2 separate regions of the Zea mays genome follow, and region 1 is linked to region 2. A link is a contact called in public Hi-C data. All regions are on one chromosome and are shown on one strand. Each heading gives the region's core, a stretch centred on a gene start, on an enhancer-like site or on the middle of the called end of the contact. The rest is flanking DNA. Distances are from core to core; before and after follow the strand shown.

The links. Hi-C and Micro-C count contacts between places; a contact is called where the count stands out from the background.
Region 1: a Hi-C map of tassel shows a contact between it and region 2, with 3 times the contacts expected there. The contact joins the promoter of LOC542062 here to the enhancer-like site in region 2. A contact is called at or near these places in 2 of 25 Hi-C or Micro-C datasets (ear and tassel).

Annotation. Positions count from the first base shown.
Region 1 is chr4:213,585,676-213,592,363 of Zm-B73-REFERENCE-NAM-5.0, forward strand. LOC542062 (barley mlo defense gene homolog 4) reads left to right here and starts at 2,519. Exons shown (of 15, transcript NM_001111699.1): 1 at 2,519-2,708; 2 at 2,813-2,870; 3 at 3,351-3,559; 4 at 3,670-3,786; 5 at 3,881-3,941; 6 at 4,048-4,139; 7 at 4,417-4,491; 8 at 4,600-4,685; 9 at 5,122-5,171; 10 at 5,258-5,298; 11 at 5,421-5,591; 12 at 5,674-5,709; 13 at 5,978-6,045; 14 at 6,355-6,415. The coding sequence starts at 2,589.
Region 2 is chr4:212,973,193-212,980,677 of Zm-B73-REFERENCE-NAM-5.0, forward strand. LOC103654570 (DEAD/DEAH box RNA helicase family protein) reads left to right here. Exons shown (of 22, transcript XM_008681414.2): 12 at 4,953-5,016; 13 at 5,381-5,457; 14 at 6,176-6,225; 15 at 6,302-6,467; 16 at 6,569-6,690; 17 at 6,765-7,082; 18 at 7,188-7,251. Among protein-coding and RNA genes, the nearest start is that of LOC103654570, 22 kb to the left of the region's middle. Within about 2 kb of position 4,024, at least 2 of the 20 cell types and tissues checked have an H3K27ac peak or open chromatin away from gene starts, as enhancers often do. A contact at or near this core is called in ear and tassel, where this site is marked.

The DNA.
Region 1 (6,688 bases), core at 1,269-3,768, 610 kb after region 2:
TGTACACAACTTTGGAGAAATTTCAATACTATTTGTTGCAATTGTGATGGACATCTAGATAGCTTGGTGTTTCATTTTCTTAGAAGAATCAGGTAAGAGGTTCTGATTTAAATTGGTAAAGCATATCTGAAGTTTGTTTTTTTGTTTTTAGAAGAATCTGAATATGTGATACATGGTTATAGTAATACTATGTCCATATGCTGATCCTGACTGATTTTGTTGTGATGCTAACAGGTATGACTGTGGTGAAATATTACATAGCGTTAGTTCTATGATACCTGTTTTTTACTTACTATATTGTGATTTATGGTATTCCCTATATAATTTGGCATCCCTTGTTCGTTCTCTAAATTCTAGGCAGTGGAATGTAAAAAAAAGATGTGGGACAACTTGTTGAGCATGCAAAGATATGTGTCTTAAGTAGAAAGAATTATGTATACTATGCTAGAGACTCGAGAAACGTGGGTGCAATATTCAATAACATCTACGAGTTCACTGGTTTGATTGCCGATGATTACTACATTTCAGCTGAAAATCTCACACATGACATTGGTCATTGGCGACTATATTAATCCGGGGATAGTTGCAGGATACAGACCCAAATTAGACTACCCAAGGCGTGGGGGCATCCGCCTATGTTTGAATAGTTTTGTTGTGGCATGCTCTGTTTTTGCCAAATAAATAGACTGAACCTCCATGCCCATGCTGAATTTGCTTCTCAGAGAGTTATTTTTAGTAAATTTCTCATGTTTGTTGCAAAACCTTTAAATTTTCTTGCCAAACTAGATTGTGTTGTTTAGGGAGCTTGCACAACGATTAGTTGGAAGGAACCTAGGAAGAAAAGAATTGGAAGGATTAGTCATGTTTTATATGTATATAAGCTATCCTTGACGTGCTTGTTGTTTGCTGGTTTGGTATTGCAGGTTGAAATACCTAGGTAAGTTAGAGCATAGAATAAGGGTTGGAATCTTCGTATCTCTTTTTTACCTATGAGATAAAAAATATTTATGACACAAACTTTAGCTCTTTATTTAGTGTGATGCAAAGTTGATGCTTCTGGGGTTCATCTCCCTGTTACTGACGATGTTTTAGGGGATGGTCTGGAAGACATGCATCTCTGAACGTCGGGCATTCCACATGTTGCCATACGAGAAGCCAGATGAGAAGGCTGGTGAGGCTGCCACCACCGAGCATTTTGTTGTTGTAGGGGACCTTGGCAAAATTGGTAGGCGCCTAATGAGTGAAGGCACCGTTGGGCTGAGCACTGGCACAAGGTAATCAGACTTTTGGAATTGGAATTTTAATCTCTTGCAATTAATTTTGTTTTTTTCGAAAACTGAACTGCTGAATCAGTTCAGTTGACAACTGTGTCGAATGAACTCAAAATCTTTTTTTTGTTCAGTGCAAAACTGTTTGTGGATGCTGCCCACTCTTGCACGACTAGGGTATTGTAACCATGAAAGCAACACATAAGACTATCTCTAGCAGCTTACCTATTCTCATGCTCATATTTAACTTTCACTTTCCGAATCTATTCTCGTACTCATATTTAAACTTTATTTTGCGAATAATGTAGTCTATAGTGTAAATCAGTGTTTTGGACGATCATATAAATGATGTGTTAGACACGATCCAAGTAACTCTTGGCCGACTGGGTATTGTAACTCGACCGCTTTGCTAGCGGCGGCGCGAGCACGCCTAGGTGCAGCAGTAGCACTGCCTGCGGACAACTATGCATTCTCCGACTCCATGGCGGCAGGGGAATGGAAACCGGAAAAACTGTGTTTATATCCACCGGGAAGACTATATTTATATCCCCCGTCAGCAAGTGCATGCTAATATGTTTAGTTCTATTGTATTCTACTTGTGTAAACTTGCTAGCTACTATTGTATATTGGATGTACGCACTATATGTTGTTTGTACGATACACTTGCATTCCTCTCTATTTCACTTCTTCTTTTACGCACTTCTATTCATGTTTTTTTGGATATACCAATGAACATAAAACAAATAAACATAAGAACACTAACATTTTGTTGAATATTTTATATACCGTTGTAGCGCGCAGATTACTAACTAGTTGTGTCTTAAAAAATGTGTCCTCGTCCGTACAAGGTTTTATCTCTATGTTTTGGGTTTTGGCACGGCGAGAAGAAACGAGAGCACGTGGGGCTTGCGCTGCGGACCGCTTATGGGCTACGGCCTCGGCGCTCGTGCTCGTGCCGCCCCATGCCCCCATGTGCCGCTGGCCGCTGCTGCCTCTGCAGGCTCTGCAAGGCTGCTAGCTGACCAAACTCCCCCTCCTCCGACCTTCCCGAATTTCTGATGCTGTTGCCACTTGAATGCTCTCCTCTCGCGCGGTGCCTGCCGTTGCTGCTCTGATGCCGATGGATCCCGCGCCGACCCAACCGCATCCGCATGCCACCCACCTCCCCTCCGCCTCGATCCGCATTAATTACTCCGACCTCACCACTTCCTCGCCGCTTCCAAATCCCAATAATACCATCGCGTAAATCCAGATATCAGGGCAGCTGGAACTGAAGGTGGCGGGAGCCGAGTGATCCGGCGGTGAGCTGAGCGGGGCGGGATGGCGGCGGAGCAGGGGCGGTCGCTGGCGGAGACGCCCACCTGGTCCGTGGCAACCGTCACCACGCTCATGGTCGCTGCCTGCTTCCTCGTCGAGCGCTCCCTCTCGCGCTTCGCCAAGGTGACAGAGTCCCGCCCGCACGGGGCATTCTTCTCGCCTCACTACTGCTTTGCTGCTGTTCGCTTAGCTGACCCCCGCCGGCTGTTGTTCGCTCCGCACCGCAGTGGCTGCGCAAGACCAAGCGGAAGGCCATGCTCGCCGCGCTCGAGAAGATCCGCGAAGGTACGTTCCCACTTCCCCTCCCTCCCTCGCGGCCTCGCCGTCTCGCCCTTTCCTTCGTCCTCACCTGCTTTTTATCGCCCTAATCTGAACGCGCTCTTGTGCTGCCTGCTGAATTGCTGAACTAGATAGCGGTGCACTACTGTACATGTGACTACCATGTATCATTCCACAATTTGAGGAGCTCAGCACTCAGCAGCCTTTCTAACTGGCCGATGTTGATTTGTTTGTTTGCTTGCTGCAACTGAATATTCATGGACGGGTTGGTAGTTTGGTAGTACTATTCATTGCCTTGCAATGCTGCTAGCTTTAGACAGGGTACTACATTGTCTCCAAGGATCTAGATACCCTGTGGCGACCTCGTCACACTCACTTCTTCCTACCTGCTCAAGCTCAACCGTGAATGTTTCTGCTGCCACTGCCGCCTCTCGCAAGCTGTTCGACTGTTAGCCTCTCACCAATAGAAGCCATGTCTGCACGCAGAGCTGATGCTGCTCGGAGTCATCTCGCTGCTGCTCAGCCAGACGGCGCGCTTCATATCGGAGATCTGCGTGCCGTCCTCGCTCTTCACCAGCCGCTTCTACATCTGCTCCGAGAGCGACTACCAGGACCTGCTGCGCAACACGGACGCCAACCAGACGGCGCTCGACAAGAACATGTTCGGTGGCCAACGGCTGCACGTCTGTGGCGAGGTATTGGTAACCCAGATGTCCTGCTCCCAGCCTATTGAGGTCAATGGAACTGGGAGCGGAGCACACTGTTCACTCATCGCTTGGGTTGGAACCTAATCTGTCACTTGCAGGGCCATGAACCTTTTGTTTCGTACGAGGGCCTTGAGCAGCTGCACCGGTTTCTCTTCATCCTTGGTATCACTCATGTGTTGTACAGTTTTGTAACAGTGGTTCTGTCCATGATCAAGGTTCGTGCTCACTGCCTGATTGCGGCTCTGACATTTTTCCCTCTTATTTTCTTCTGAGTTTATTATGGTATATATCTTTCTGCTATTGGTGCAGATCTATAGCTGGAGGAAGTGGGAAACCTTAGCAGGTCCAATTGCTGCTGAGGAATTGAAAGGTAGGGAGGGTCATTCGGTCATCTGCTGGAAGTGGATGCTTTGTTTGGCCATGTTTTATGCAACCCTGTTGATGTGTACTACCTCACTGATCTTTGTCTCTCTCAGCTAGGAGAACCAAGGTGATGAGAAGGCAGTCAACCTTTGTTTTTAACAATGCTTCTCATCCATGGAGCAAAAATAAAATACTTATTTGGATGGTAAGATTCCTTTTCTGTTTCTTGATCTTTCTGTGGAACAGATACTGACTGTATCATCCTTTGTTATCTGATTAGTTTATCACCGTGTAAAGACATAAAAATGCCTTATTTTTCTAGCTCATCCAGTCATTTCGAATTCAACCTCAAGTTTACTGATGAAAGAACATCTAAGACTGTCACCGACCATAAAGTCAAAAGATTCATGTATCTGAAGCCTCAAATAAGTAGTATACATCCATAATCACTTGGATTTAAAGTTTCTTTAATTGCATTGCAGCTTTGCTTTTTGCGTCAATTCAAGGGCTCCATAATAAGGTCAGACTATTTGGCACTGAGGTTGGGCTTTGTCACAGTGAGTACTCTAATTTTTTTTTCTAATGTTTTAGCATCCTCGCCCCACCTGCTCCCCCTGCCAAGATTATTCTAATATGCCATTTTGTTCATGTGATTTTCTTGATAGTATCACAAGCTACCACATTCATATGACTTCCATAAATACATGGTACGGAGCATGGAAGATGATTACAATGGGACTATTGGTATCAGGTAAAGCAGAATTTACTCTACAGAGTATCCACTTTTCATGTGATCAATTAAGCATCAAGAAAACTACCTTTGATAGAGTAGATTTCTTGATTCGAATAACGAAGCATTCAAGTATACTGGTCTAGAAATAGTTTCCCATGAGATCCAGTATGGTGGCTGTGTTGAGGAAACTGGACCTGCGGGGGTAAGACCGCCCCCGCGGCATTGCATTGAAGAAGATGACCTATGATGGATTTTTCCAATACATATGTTGGTAGCTACATAGTGACCCAAACTTTAGGGACTTCTTTGCTCCTTCCGATTGATAATGCCAGTTAAAGCTATCTAAATATTTAGCCTTCTTCGAACTTGGTTATAGCATATCAAGAGCTATTAATTTTCTTTAATATTTTTGCTACATGTGGTATTCATACACGAGCACATCTATTTTTTGCAGTTGGCCACTTTGGGCATATGCGATTGTCTGCATATTAATCAATGTTCATGGTACCACTTGCTCCAAATCTCTCTTCTTCCCTTGCCTCCAAGCTTAAACCCGTGTGACACTATTTGGCTCTTTTCTAAAATTGCAGGTATCAATATATATTTCTGGTTGTCCTTTGTTCCTGTTATTGTAAGTGTCACCCATGTCACATAATCAATATACAAGATTCAGCTAATGATGTCTTTTGTTTCTTGTCTTAAAATGATACTTATGTCTTCTCATAACTATGTGACTTCAAAAATTTCGAGAAGCTGGTGCTTCTAGTGGGTACTGAACTTCAGCACGTCATTGCTCAGTTGGCTTTGGAAGTCGCTGAGGCAACAGCGCCTTATGTTGGCTCACAACTTAAACTGCGTGATGATCTATTTTGGTTTGGAAAGCCTCGGGTACTCTGGTGGCTTATACAGTTCATTTCATTTCAGGTGATGTTTATTGCTACTCTGGATGTTTTGATGATTATATGGGCATATTTTCCCTCATCCTAACACTTTTTATTTCTTTCAGAATGCTTTTGAGCTGGCAACATTCTTATGGTCTCTGGTGAGAATCTTCTTAATCCGTATGATCGGGATTAAATTATTTGGACAAACAGCCAATAGTACAAGAATATAGGATGAGAACATGTCCAGCACTCTGTCTGTAGGGTGCTGGGTTTATGTATTTTTTTTAAATTGCTTGCTAGTCCATAAGGTGCGAATAACCACTTCCCTAGCTCAAGGGAGAAGAAAAGAACTGCAGAGTTGTCATCCTCCAATGATCCGTATAGCTCGATTTGTTATTTATACTTATTGGCACACATCTTGTGCAGTGGGAACTCAGTGCACAAACATGTTTCATGAAGCACTACTACATGGTTGCCATTCGGTTGATTTCTGGGTAAGAATTTGCATTTTTCTTTCAAAAATACAGAATATTTAGTGGTCTAACTGTAGAAGAGCTTGGCATACCATTAAAGTTGTTGATGTGTTGCTTTGTGGAAGTTGCCACAGCCTGACATTTCACACTGATTTCTTTGTCAACTTTCATTGAAAGTTAGACATTACATGCTTTGGTCTACCTTGTGTTACTCCAGTTATCTATGCTATAAGCTCCCTGATTTGGGATTTGCTCTAAATTAACTCACCTGAAAATATTGGTTGGGCTCAATACTAAAAGGGTGAAAAAAATCTCTTCTGAACATTGCAGGCTCCTAGTTCAGTTTTGGTGCAGCTACAGCACACTGCCGCTGAATGTGATTATTTCTCAGGTACTCTTCAAGCACAAATCTAACTGGAATCAAGAGATACTAATATAGTAATTCTTCACATGATGTCATCAGCACTTTGTTCTAATAATACTACTACATCATATCATTTTATATTGCACTGAGGAATTGTTCCTTTATATGGGCAGTTATTTTCTCACCTGATTTTGCAACCTTTAATCACATACTTTGGTGTTTCCAGGAAAAAAAAACACTTTTCATTGCAACTTCTTATGATATCTATATATCCAGGAAAAAATTATTGATTCATTTTTG
Region 2 (7,485 bases), core at 2,774-5,273:
AACCTGCTTGTGCTCCGTCGTCGGTAACTGCAGAAACCGTCTGACGTAGCCGACAGAGTATGCCAATCCGGCCGCATGTGGACGAGGTAGCGAAGGCTCCCCACAAGATGCCGATACTGAGTAGCGTCCACCTCCTTCGTTGTGCTGCCACGACTCAGTTTTAGCCTCTCCTCCATTGGAGTGAGAGCTGGGTTGCAGTCGGTGAGCCCAGTAAGCTCAACAATACGCTTAGCGTAGGCAGTTTGGCAAAGTGTGACCCCGGAGTCGCCCTGGTGCACCTCAATCCCCAGGTAGGAGAGGTGCTCTAGGTCACTCATCTGGAAGGTGGTCTTTATCTCTTTCTTGAACGCTGCCACCTCTGCATCTTTGGCGCTGGTGATCACCAAGTCGTCGACGTAGACACTCACTAGCAGGGAATTTCCTCCATTGCCTCGCCGATATATGGCCGCCTCGTGTGGGCTTGGCATGAAGCCCATCCCCTTGAGCGTGAAATACAACATGGCATTCCACGCCCTCGGTGCCTGTCGCAAGCCATAGAGGGCCTTGCGTAGGCGCAACACTTTGCCCTCCTTGCCAGGTATCGCAAATCGTGGCGGCTGGTGTACGTCCTTGAAGTCGCCGTTAAGAAATGATGACTTGACATCCATGTGATGAACACGCCATCCCTCCTGGTCTGCCAGTGCGAGGAGTCGCACGGATTCCATCTGTGCCACGGGGCGAAGGCATCGTCGAAGTCGATTCCCTCCTGCTACAGGAAGCCGCTTGCCACCAAGCGAACCTTGTGCTTGACGATGGCGCCGACTTCATCCCTCTTTAGTTTGAACACGCACTTAAGGGTGATCGCGTGGACGAGGGAGGTCAGCGAGCTCCTAGGTGCGGTTTGTCTCAACCGCATCCATCTTCGACTTCATCGCGGCACGCCATGCCACATGTTTATCAGCCTCCGTGAAAGATCGAGGCTCGCCGTCGTCGCACGCAAGATGCAAATCTGTCACTAGATTGCGAGGCGCTAAGCCCGACGCTGACGGGTCAATGAGAAGGCCCTCCACTCTACGATACCGCAACAACTCGCTGTCATGTCATGGCACGTGTCGACGCTCCTCGTCGTGGGAGACTGGGGTAACGAGCTCCACCAGATCTTGCTCGACACGAGTTGGTGTCGGAGTGGACAAGCCCAGAGGTCTTATCATTGGTGCTGGAGTGCGTGGTGGCGAAGAGTTCGTCGTAGTCGGTGTCGTGGTTGGAGAGCATGTCACTTGAATTGGTGGAGACTTGGGGGCTGGGGTAGACCTGCTCGGTGAAGAAGAGTTGCCTACTCACTCAGCTCCCTCGAAGTGGACGTACTCGACGGTGAAGTTGTCATACGTCGGAGTCGAGTCGTCGTCCACCGCCTTGTCCCTTGCCCATCCTCGTCCTTTGTCGAACACTACGTCGCGCACCGTGCGCACACGCTATGTTCCTGGGTCAAGGATGCAATTGACCTTTGAGCCCTCCACGTGCCAATCAACACCCCCGGGGTGCTCCTGTCGTCGAGCTAGCCGATGTGGCCAAGCCTTTGGTGAACGCAGACAACCGAAGACCCGTAGGTGAGAGACCGTCGACTTGCGCCCATGGCAAACCTCGTACGTCGTCATTCCCTTGAGCACCTTGGTGGACGAGCGGTTGAGGATGTAGACCGCTGTCACAGAAGACAGCCGACATTCCCCTCTTCTCGAGGAGAGCCCGAGCCATCCCCACAACTCGCTGGTTGCGTCGCTCGACGGCGTCGTTCTGCTGCGGGTTAAACAGAGCGAGTAGTGGCGCAGAACACCCTCATCCGCGCAGTACGACGCGAACTCAACCACTGTGAACTCGCCGTCGTTGTTGTCGGTGCGCAACACGTGCAACTTGCGACTGTACTCTGTCTCCACAATGACTTGCACGCCTGATGGCGTTCACAGCCGGTGAGCAGCCTGTGCCGGCGCCCTTGATCTCTACGCCGGAGGCGTCCCCAAACTTGATGGAGCCTTAGACACTAGAATCAAGCTCGGTGAACTCCCGTCGACCGGTCATGTGATGAGTGGCGCCAGTGTCGAGGCACCATCCTTCGATCATGTCCTTGTTGGAGCCATTGCTGAGGAAAGCGTGTGCTTTTGACTCATCAAGTTGGAGGAGAGCCGTCCTGGCCGGTGCTGTTGGAGGTAGCTCGATGCTTGCGTGTGCTAGGAGTAGAGCCTCCTCCGCCTGTGCGATGTGGGCCTGGCCGCGTCGTGGCTATCGACAATTCCTAGCCCAATGGCCGAGCTTGCCACAATTGTGGCAGGTGTTGTCTCGTGGCGGTTTTTGGTTGCCGGCGGGCCGCCCTGTGCGCCTTCGTGGGCACCGCCATCAGCACGTCCTCGTGTCCCGCTCCGCGCGCCTCTGTGCGGCTTGCCACGTTTACGGCCACCTATCGAGGAAGAGGACATCCTTTTCTTCTTGTCACCCTGGCAGGCCTCCCAATGCTCCCGAGTGACATGTAGCTTCCTGCCGATGGTGATAGGCCCAGAGAGAGCCTGTGGTTCGTCGTCGTCGACGACCTTAAGATGACCCATCATCTCTTCGATCGTCATTGTGGAGAGGTCTAGCAGAGACTCGATCGAGCGAGCGATTTGCTTGTACTTATCAAGGATGCAACAGAAAAGCTTCTCGATGGCTCTCTCATCGTAGGTGTCGTCGCCAAATTGCACCATCTTCTGCAACATAGTGTGGAAGCGGAGAGCAAAGTCATCAACATCCTCACCTGGCTTGAAGGCCAGGTTCCCCCCTCCTTGCGAAGTGCATGCAGTGTGGTCTTGCGGGCACGGTCGCCGCTGATGCGGGTCACAGCGATGGTGTCCTAGGCCTCCTTAGCAGTCCGTTTCTGGGAAAGCGAAAACTGCATCTCGGGAGGGACTGCAGCAATGAGGGCATCCAACGCCCATCGATCCTCATAGTAATCGGCGTCGCCGTACTGAATTACTTCTCACATGTGGCGAACTTGGAACCGTACCTTCATCACCGCGGCCCACTCGACGTAGTTGGTCTTGGTGAGGGTAGGCCACCCACCACCGGGACTGATGTCCTTGACAATTGCATGGACCTTGCGGTGGCCATGGTATTGATCCGGGGAGGAAGAGCCGCACCGCCTGTAGAGGCCACGATATCCGTTGACCCGACCGCCGCCACCGAGAGCACTGCCGCGCGTTCACGTCCGTTTGGGTTGCCACCGCGTGCACTCTCGCCCGGTGCGCCGTCGGCGCGTCTGCGCCTATTTGGGCTACCGCCGCTCGTGCCCCCATGGGGATGCACGACTGCCCACTGTGCTGTCTGCTCTCGCGCTGCCTCTCTCGCCAGCCTTAGCTCGTCGTTGGTGTTGCTGTCGACAGAAGCAGAGCTACCAGTGCTACTGCCACACAGAGCCTCGAGCTCTGCTGCCGCCGCACGTGTAGCATCCGTCGCCTCCGCTGCTTCTACTTTCGCCCTCGCTGCTGCCAGTCCCGCTGCAACTATCCGTGATGCCCTCGCCGCTGTCGCTGCAGCTGCTCGCTCGCGTTCCTATGCCGCAGTGACCTCGGCCTCCTGCTGGCGCCGCACACTTGAAGTGACCGAGCTGGGGCTTTTCTTCGGTCATGGTGTGCTAGCGTGGGGTTGTTGTGTGGGGAAGAGGCTGTCTCGGACAAAGGCTGCTCGTCTGAGCACGAGAGGAGGGTTGAGTAGAAACAGTCGATGTTCTTGCTGCTGACTGAGTATGGGGAGATGCGCGGGAAGGAGATGCGCAAGAGATGTTTAGGCTGCATGATAGTTTGGCTTCGATATCAATTGTAAGCAACAGGACTCTTACTCTCATCCAGAGGATGACACTACGAGTTGGAGCAATTTATTTGTTTATTTCTAACACACTACACAATGCCATACCCATCTAAGGGTTGTGATATATATTTATAGCGCAAGGGGCTGAACTACAGAGGTGCTGTCCGTCAAAGATTGGACTGCAAAGATGTTAAAGGTGCTGTCCTAAGTAGGAATGCTGACCCTAGATGCTAAAGGATATGTCCTAACTGCAGATGCTGTCCTTAGATGCTAAAGGTGCAGTCAAGATAGCAGATGCTGTCCTTGTGCAGTCAAAACTGCAGCAAGGCTGCTGTCCTTGGCTGCCAAAGGACTGCTGTCATACACAAAGATGCTCAAGATTTATTTCATCATCAGATATGCAGACAGCAAGAGAGCTGCACATAATTGCAATAAAGATAAGAGTATAAGAACATAAGAACACTACTTGCACACGGACACTTAACTTATATTACATTAACACTTGGTGTGGACATTTCTACTTTTTTCCAGTCAGCTAATTGAACCCCTTTCTTACAGTACAACTGATCTTGCTCTGCCTAGGTTGACATCTGTACCTTTTTCCAGTCAGCTAGAATACTGTCATGCAAAAAAAAGGAAATTTGACATCATAATTCATCATGCACCCATATTTCATCTTCCCCATCTCCGATTTGTTCCGCTTCCATACAATGATCAATGCCCTAAACTAGTCTAGATGGGAAAGTGCCTAGACAAGGCACTTAGGTGCCAAGTGAGCTGGTGAGTAGGACCACCTTTCAAAATAGAGGCTGTAATGATGGTATACTGGTCTGTAGCAAAGTAGTATTATGTCTGTTGGGTTTGATTATTTACAGTTTGCAATTTATCAGCACACATGATGCTAGTAATAGTAGTATTCTGGTAATATGGAATTATTTCATCTGTTTCAGTGACCGCTGCACTGTACCCCATTAATTTATGCATGTTCCCTTATGAAGGACTTATGTTTTAATTCATGCCGTCATGGAGTTCCAAGTGCTGCTTAACATCAACTAGAATTATCCACATATGATAGCTTGTTATGTTTACATGTTCTTTGTCGTTGAACGCATTATGTTTACACGTTATGTTTAATGGCATAGATACTGATTCCAATTTGAAGGACTCAAGGATTATTATATTTTCCCATTACCGAGAAAGTGTCAAGTAAGAATCAAACCTGGCAACTTGGTCTTTATTTCTACTAAGTATATTTTTCATACATTTCTGTTCCTGTTCTGGCACTTATCTGCTGAACTCTGAACTATTTGATGATTGGAAAAAAATGTTTTGTATTTTTGTTTCATTTGTCAAGTTTGGCCATAGCTGTCCTTAAATCACTTTTGTCTTGACAAATTCTTGTAATCTACAGATTAAGTATCCACATTTGTTTTGTTAAATTTTGTTCACGATCCTTTATATAACATATAAACTTATTGTTGACATGCTTGCTTTGAAAACACTTTAATTGTCCTCTGTTTGTCAGTTCATCATAAATGTTGAATGTTTTGCTGAATGCTTTGCAATGCAGTGAAATATATTGCTCACTACAGGATATTGATGATAAACTTGTCAGACCTGTTGAATTCATTGGTCAAAGCTCAGCAGGTATGGAGGATCTTGTTGGAGTATTAAATATTTGCAGAAGTAGGTCATGCAGATATATTTTTGTTAGTTCTGATTAGCTATTGTTTCAGTTACTCTCGTTATAAAACCATGTCGTTCTGACGTTCTGTCGACAGTCTCCAAAATGTAACTTTGACAATGGCCTTTCTATACATACATATGTAAAAGCCATAGAACCATAATATCATGGAATTACCTTTCAGAACAAATCTATACATGGAATTATAATGTTCCGAATAAAATACTTTAAAAGCTATCAATAGTTAAAAATTGAAGATATTGATTCCATGTATGTCCAAAATGACATGTATTTGTGATCGATCATTGAAATTAGTACTACATTATACTGATTATTTAGGATATACTAGGGAAAAGAACATGTGGCATGAGTGAGGGATTGTGTTCAGTTGATCCCATGGTTTTTGAGGTGATGTGCTGTCCTGTGGTGCTGGGGGTACACCTAGGTGATATGGTGTAACTAACACTTGTGGCATCCTGTGGCATCTGGGGTACGCCTGGCCACCTAGATGACGATCAAAACACAATGGTTGAACCTAGTGAATAGCCCCTTACCTCTTTTGTCTAGGTACATCTACAGAAGAAGTTTTTACAAGATGTGGGGCATATAAAAATGCAGTAGATGAATCATGAATCCAGATAATTGTTTCACATTACTAGTTCAAGCTTCGGTCTTTGACAGGTAACCAACTGAAGGGGCAAAGCCAAAAAACTCAACAAGCTATTTTGAAGGTATCAGATAATAACTCCTATCAGTTCTTGATTTGGCACTACTTATGGCATTTCTAATCATCTAGTTCATTTACAGAAATTCCGATCTGGGGTATATAATGTTTTGGTGGCAACATCAATTGGCGAGGAAGGACTTGATATTATTGAGGTTGATCTCGTGATCTGTTTCGATGCCAATGTCTCACCATTAAGGATGATTCAACGGATGGGAAGAACCGGGAGAAAGAATGAAGGTCGAGTTGATATCCTTTTGTGATGATGAGAATAGCACGTTCTCAAGTTCAAAAGTTACATTTCTATACAAGTTTTCTTCTTTGGCATTTGCTACCTTAACTGCTCATACTGGTTTTGGCTTATGAAGGTCAGGAATTGCAGGGGTACAGAAAGAAACAAGGAGATTGTCGAACCATGAGGAAGCTATTGCATAACAGTGAGAGATTTGAATACCATGCTAGTCCTAGGATGGTAATTTTGTATAATGTATTTTTTCCGTAAAATTGTTTATTCTGAAATACTAATTTAACTATCCACATCAACAGGTTCCACATGTCTATAAACCAGAAGTTAAGTATGTTAAGTTGACAATAGACAAGTATATTCCTCACGCAAAGAAAATGAGGGTTGCCGCAAAAGAAGCCTCGCCAATTCCATGGAAGATGTCGGAGGCAGACGGTCAAATGATTACTAGGTACTTTAGTGTGTGCAAAGAAGAAGTTTGGAGGCCGTCCCTTGTGGCATTTCCTAGATTTCAGCTTTATCCAAGTGTCGTTCACAAAGTTCCACATTCATTTCGGACAACAGATATGCTAACTGATGCTATGAAGCAACTTCAAGACCCATCTCTTTTCAGGACAAAGGTAGATTCATTGAAAATCTGTGTGAATTTTTTGTTGTTTATTCTGTATAATTTAAAAATGAAAACAAATCATGCTTGGTACCATTGTTTCTGAACTCTTATTCAGTGTGAAATCCCTTTGCAAGAACCTGCTAATGTTTCTGCTGTGGAGGAGGGTCTGGAACATGAAGGTACCAATACTCGTCATATTCTTCCTTTGTAAATTTGTTTAGTTTATGATGCTGACATTTTAGCACTATAAGCTTCTAACAGTAATATTATTTTCCCTTAATTTATGTAAAACCATCTCCCTTCTTATGGCAACTCATTTGTTCAATGTATATCATTTCTATTCGGTAATTTCACAACTACAAGCCTGGAGTTTCAAATCTACTTCTGTTTAATTGGTGAATGGCATTCTTAAC